Regions from separate parts of the Danio rerio genome. Here region 2 is linked to region 1. The links are chromatin contacts, called in public Micro-C maps. All regions are on one chromosome and are shown on one strand. The core of a region is the stretch at or near the end of the contact, and the rest is flanking DNA. Distances in the headings are between cores, read along the strand shown. Region 1 overlaps sh3gl3a (SH3-domain GRB2-like 3a). Region 2 overlaps saa (serum amyloid A).

Evidence for each region. Hi-C and Micro-C count contacts between places; a contact is called where the count stands out from the background.
Region 2: a contact with region 1 is called in a Micro-C map of caudal fin, with 11 times the contacts expected there. The contact joins two enhancer-like sites. A contact is called at or near these places in 2 of 18 Hi-C or Micro-C datasets (caudal fin and hematopoietic stem cells).

Annotation. Positions count from the first base shown.
Region 1 is chr7:12,823,512-12,826,907 of GRCz12tu, forward strand. sh3gl3a (SH3-domain GRB2-like 3a) reads right to left here. Exons shown (of 9, transcript NM_001081691.2): 4 at 1,903-2,046; 5 at 1,275-1,408. Among named protein-coding and RNA genes, the nearest start is that of gjd6, 23 kb to the left of the region's middle. Within about 2 kb of position 1,815, at least 9 of the 62 cell types and tissues checked have an H3K27ac peak or open chromatin away from gene starts, as enhancers often do. A contact at or near this core is called in caudal fin, where this site is marked.
Region 2 is chr7:12,920,680-12,924,075 of GRCz12tu, forward strand. It overlaps saa (serum amyloid A), which reads left to right. Exons shown (of 4, transcript NM_001005599.2): 4 at 615-994. The coding sequence ends at 753. Among named protein-coding and RNA genes, the nearest start is that of saa, 6.6 kb to the left of the region's middle. Within about 2 kb of position 1,787, at least 4 of the 62 cell types and tissues checked have an H3K27ac peak or open chromatin away from gene starts, as enhancers often do. A contact at or near this core is called in caudal fin, where this site is marked.

The DNA.
Region 1 (3,396 bases), core at 565-3,064:
CCATTCACACGGGGCGTCAGCATCAACGACGTCAGGTGTTGCCGAACTGCATTGTGGATCCGTCAGCGCCGCTTCAGAGATGTTGTTCGCTTCAAAAATGGGACTAGCTCAACTTTTCAAGCGCCGACGGAAGCGTCAGCCAATCAGAATGCTGTATGGAAATACACCAGCTAGACAGTGGCCTATTGCTGACTGAATTTCATTGGCTGACGCTTCTATGGCGATCGTTTTAGCCCCAACTTCAGACACACCTTCAGTCAAGCGTTGACGCTGAAGCCCCGTGTGAATGGGGCGTTAGGCTTGTTTGATACCTACAGATAGGTGTGTTGAAGCAGAGCTGGAACTAAACTCTGCAGGGCTCCGGCCCTCCAGGAACCGACTTTGACACCCCTGCTGTAGAGGGAGTGCATCAGCATAAAATCTAATAAACAATCCACAAGCATCGATGGATACAATAGAAAACAATATACAATTGAAATAAACAGTATTTCAATGTTTTCCATGTAGAGTATTATTCAGGTAGGGTAATTAAATAATAAAAATAAAAGTTATTCATTATTAAAGTTTACAAACAGTAAATGTATTATTCCTGAATGCTTTTAAAATCATTATACGGTCACAGGCCTGCAAAAGAACATGCAAATGATAAATTATAATACAGATTCAACATTGCATATCATGCGATGTGACTATTGCGAATGATCACATTGGGATATCGATGCAGAAAAGAGCCCTAGCGTTTAGCTTTTATCACAGCTCTGCCAGTAAGAGTGATTGAGCTCAAGTGCATAAAGCAATAGCATCTTAAATGGAGCGGAACATGTCAGATACTAGAGAATGTTTGATAAGTCAGACGACTTAATTGTTGATCCATTTAGGTGGAAGCGACAAACTGCAAGCTTTGGATGTTGTTATCTTCTTAATGCTAATTTTGTCACTGTTTTGAAGCAAATTAGCTTATCGATATGCTTAAAACACATTGATACTAGCATCTAAAAAAAAAATTTTGCTTTCTTAAGCACTTTAAAGAGAACATCCAAAATGTTACGCCTTGAGTAGGCTTTCAATCAGTAGGAATAAGAAGAATAAAATAAGCACTTTTCCTGTGTCAACATAACCGCCACCATTACGGGGCGTCATCTGCAATTAAGCACCGTTTTTTCAGGTACACCTGAAGTCATTATCTTGAAGTAAATGATTTTAAACACAAAAACTTATATTAATTCTGTCTTTAAACTGGAGTGTAAATGCAGAATAAGGAAACGGTGTCGTACCACAATCTCTTTGAGGTCTTTGTCTTGTAGATTCTGAAGTGGGTCGATGAAGTTCTGTTTCACACTGATATCGAGGGCGTCTTTAATATCAGCCATCTGTTTCATGGCTTCACCAATGTCTGCCAACGCGGTGCCTAAAAACATGATGGAGAACAAGTGATGCAAAGCTGGACCTCCATATAATGCTATAAATAATGAAGCATTTAACCAATATTTATTAACAGGTTAGAGGCTTTTTCACACACAAACAAACACTTATACACATAAATATAAACACATGTTAAATGGAGTGCAAGGGAAAAAGAAAAAGCGTGATTATTTAACAGATAAATGTATATTAAACAGAAAAAAAAATGTGTTCTGTGTTTTATAAACAATGGAAAATAATAATAAAAATATGTAAAATATGCACATCTGCATCTAATGTCAACAAAACACCACAAGGTGTCAGAGTGGTGTTCAAATGCTGTAAGGACGGCCTTTTACAGGAAACACATTTCACAATGCACAATGAGCAAGCTTTCCAGTCTTATGAGAAGGATCTGGGGAGAGATGGACCAGCATTCCTGCATACTGCAGCGGGGTTTCTGTAACTCATGTCTGAGCATGTGTGCGTGTTTGACACTACCGAAAGCGGACTCCTCCCCGAGCTCTCGTCCATACCGCAGCATACAGTCTCCTAACAGCCCTTCAGTCTGAGGATAACCCGTCGTCTTCACCTGCCCGCGGATTTTAGACACCGTGTTGAGCATGCCCAGTTTGGCTCTTGATGCTGTACAGAAATATAGATATTTATATACACACATGATTCATGCTCAAGATTAAACCATTAATTCGTAACACTGCACTTTAATATCACTGACAGTGGTAGAGAAGGAAAGAGAGGCAGTGTATTTGCAATAAAATAAAAATAATGCATGAGAAAATAAATCAATAGCAAGAAAAACAAAAATCTAAATTTGCAGTAGAAGATAAATTAGCCCTCCATATTTAAAGATGCCCTATAAAGAAAATCTGAATATACCTCTAGTTGAATAATAAGAGTTTAGTACATGGAAATGGCTACACCGTGAGCCTCAGACACCATTGTTTTCTCATTCTCATGCAGGTTCCACGAGAGTAAAATCCCAGTGAAAACCATGTCAATCAGAACACAAAGCAGACTGTTGCGTGACTCAAGATTTGCATGCATTTTAGGTCACACTCTACCTCATCTAACCTGACGCAGCCAAAACATCGACTGATATGTTGCACACGTAATCATTAATATGAACACCTCAGGTAGTGTTTTGAGATCATTTTATATTGATAAGTTTAACAAACTTTATATTAAACTTAGACTCTCTCTCTCTCTCTCTCTCTCTGCTCTCTCTCTCTCTCTCTCTCTCATTTCACATTTTCACATTTTAGGTGCTTTATTGGCATGACAAATAGCTGTACATTCGTATTGCCAAAGCAGTGCAGCGTCGCTGCGTACAGACAAGACAGTGCAAAAAGGGCAGTAGTGCAAACAAATATGAACATAAAATATAATATAGAAATAAAGAAAAGAAATGTAAACAAATAAAAATAGATTAATAAAAATAACAATATATAAGTAAAACTAAAAATATTAATAAAAATAAAAATAGATTAATGGTCATTTGTGAAACTGGTTAAAAGTGGTGACAATAATATAAACAGTAAGTCCACGAGTAAAGAGTTTCTGTGTTGTGTGTTGGAGACAGTGGAGCGGATCATTGTGGGTTCCTCAGACGGTGGCGGAGTGCACAACGGAGTGCACAAACTGAGCTGCTAACACACAGCAGCACACACACTCCCCCAGTAGGATGGGCAGTTTCTCATTGTTTGACAGGGACTCAAAGTTTTTGTGTGTGTGTGTGTGAGTTTCGGGTAGAACTTCTCCCATATCTCTGAGTATTTTGTGCACTCCGAAGGAAGTGCAGTTCTGTTTCAATCGGCTGCTGAGGGCAGTGTGGGCACAGCCGCTCCTCCACCGAGAGCCATGTTTGTCTGTGCCGGCCCGTCTCTATAGCCAGCTGGTGTCCGCTGAGTCTGTATCGGCTCAGGGTGTTCCTCAGACCTTTATCTCTCTCTCTCTCTCTCTCTCTCTCTCTCTCTC
Region 2 (3,396 bases), core at 537-3,036, 97 kb after region 1:
CATCTATACCGCATGTTTTTGGACTTGTGGGGGAAACCGAAGCACCTGGAGGAAACCCACACCAACACAGGGAGAACATACAAACTCCACACAGAAACGCCAACTGACCCAGCTAGCAAAACGTTACATTTTAGCAAAAAAAAATTATTATTCTGGAGCCAGACAGAAGTGAGATCAGGGGTCCTATCATACACCCGGCGCTATGCGGTGCATTGCTCAACGCAATTGTTGTTTGCTAGTTTCAGCTAGGCGCAAGAGTCGTTTTGATGTTTTGCACCACGCTGTTTAAATAGCAAATGCATTTGCACTCATATGTGCGCCCATAGGCGTTTTGGTCTAAAAAAAAGGAGGCGTGTTGAAGCACATTACTGGCGTGTTGCTATTTCGAGTACCTGGAGGAAACCCACACAAACACAGGGAGAACATGCAAACTCCACGCAGAAAGGCCAACTGACCCAGCCGAGGCTCAAACCAGCGACCTTCTTGCTGTGAGGCGACAGCACTACCTACTGCACCACCGTGTCGCCCTTTATTAAGCCGTTTTAAATATATTTGATGAATCGTTGCACAATATTGTAGGAAATCATTGTCAAACCTTGTTGTGATGTGTTCAGTGATGGACGGGAGGCTCTGCAAGGTCTCATTCGCAGAGGCAATTCAGATGCTGCAGCCGATCAGGAGGCCAATCTCTGGGGCCGAAACGGCGGAGACCCCAACAAATACAGACCTAAAGGCCTGCCCATAAAGTACTGAGAAGATGACCCCCAGAAGACTTAAATCATCAACTAAAGCAGTAGTTTGCATGACAAATATTAAGCCATTTCACTCACTTTATATATTGATGGTTATTTTCTTCAAATCTCCATGTATGCAAATATTACTGTACACCTTTCTTTGACATATTTGTTTTATTCTTAATATGTTATATTGAAGTTAAAGTGTTGTTATTTGGTGAATTTAATGTTTTTAAGTCTTAATAAAGAAAACAACATAAGTCACGTGTTTCTGCTTTTCTTATGTCTTAATGTTTTTTTCTTTAATTCTTTATGCAAATAATACATCTTTCACATATTTGTTTGATTTTTAATATTGAAGTTGAGGTGATATAATGTGTTCCATATAATGTCTTTTAAAAGTCTTATTATTAAAGAATACAACCTTAGTCTAGTATTTTTTCTTGAATGCTGCCATTAAGGAAATTTACAAAATCAAAATGTAATATTTTATGTTAACGTTACTTTAATTTATTAAACTTTATATTGAAGAGAAAAAAAAAACGTTTTATCAATTGTATTTTATAGAGGAAACTCTTTTCTTGCGTATGTCATAAAAACTATGGATATAACAGTTAGGCTATAACGTTAATATTAGTAACTTAGCCAGCAATTAGTAGCTGCCAGGTGTGGACTGGTTACAGTTTTACTAATATAACATGATTAAATAATAGTTATTATAACAAAACCATGTTGAATTTACAGTAACAATTGTTTAACTCAAATTAACTTACTCAGTTTACTTTCATGGTTTTATATGTAACGCTAACTTTATCTGTGTGATAATAGAAATAAACGACTCACCTCACGACTAACGTTAACCTCATCTCTCTGGGTAGTTTTGCTGTAGTTCAATACGTGGTGTTATGTAATTATGAGAACTTGTGAGATAATAAAATATAATCAAAATGTCTGTCAAAAAATGTCGAAATTTGTGTAAAACTTCGTCTGTTTTCATTCACGTCACTCACTCACTCACTCACTGTTTATGCCGGAGCGCCTCCTTCCGGTCACACAAGCAACTGTCCTCCACATTGATATCCGTAGATCACAGGTGTCAAACTCGGTTCCAAAAGGGCCGCAGCTCAGCACAGTTTAGTTCCAACCCTAATTAAACACACCTGATCAAACTAATTGAGTCCTTCAGGCTTGTTTGAAACCTACAGGTAAGTGTGTTGGAGCAGGGTTGGAACTAAACTGTGCAGGGCTTCGGCCCTCCAGGAATTGAGTTTGACACCCCTGCCTACAGGCCTATGTGTGTTTAATGCTGTCATGCACCAGCACATGTGGCATTTGACGTGTTTTTAATGTGCATATGCTCCTGTTCTATTAAAATATATAGGCCGACAGTATAGAAACCATCAAAGACATTCTTATATATTCTACAGCAAATACCATAAAGGCATTGCAAACCATCAAATGTTAACCAATAAAAACAGCACATTTTAATGTGGGTTTTGGGGATTTACTCCATTAGGATTAAACGCTTATAACAGGCCACCAATGGAAGACAGCAAGTTGCCATTTGAGACCCACAGGAAGCATTACAGTTTCCATTAAAACCCATACAATTCCCATTATAACCATTAAAACTGTTACTCTGTGAGGGTTTAGCTATATTGAATTTTCAGCAGGGGTCGCTATGGCTTAGACGTGTTATTACATTAGTCAACAACATTTAAAGATCAAAACCTTTCATCAAAGTTGTCCTAAAACTACTGAACAACACCCATTCTTGTCTTAGGACAATTTTGAACAACCATTTTGATCCACCTAAAATGTTGAATAGCTACTGTATAGCCTGTAATTCCAGGGTGAAGCCGTCTCATGTTAAATAATATTGGTATAATATCAAAATATATATGTATATTTCTATTGCATCCAATTGAATGATGGGTTGGCAAGCGTTGGGGACGTGCTGGTGCAGGCATCTGGAATTCCCACTGTTTTTAACATCTGGGAGTACAACCAACAGAAAAAAAGTCAATATAAAAGCAAAACTAGAAGTATTCACAATCTAGTCTACAAGTCATTTAGCTAGTTTCGTCCTGAATACACACATTGTTCATCCTAGAAGCATCAGTTTTATAATTGTTTCCCAATGGGATTCAGAAGCTGATAAATCAATTGATTCGGATGCACTACAAGCAGAATTTGACAATTTTCTCCAGTTTCTAATATAAAATCTTCAGTATAGCTGTCTTCTTGTATCCACTTGGAACCCAGTTAAAAAACTGAAGTTGGTCTAGAACATCCAACTACACTAAAATGGACGTGCAACACAGGAAACATCACAATAACTGTGTTCATGGTATATCATTACAACCGTGAAACTCTTGTTATGACTAAACGAACAATACTTTTATTAAAGCTTTAGAAGTCTTGGCTGACTGACAGAGGATGCTGAAATTAAAGGAATAGCTCACCAAAAATGAATATTTGCTGTTTAATTCACTAATCCTCAGTCAAAGTTTTTGTTTTTCAGTAAATCATTAAAGATTCAGTCTTTCGTCTGGATAAAAAAAAGTTTTCCTGGTTTACAAAATCAATACCTATCCTTGCTGGAAAACCGTAAAAGCTTAAACAAGCATTACTTGTTGGTTGGTCGACCAGCGTAATTTTA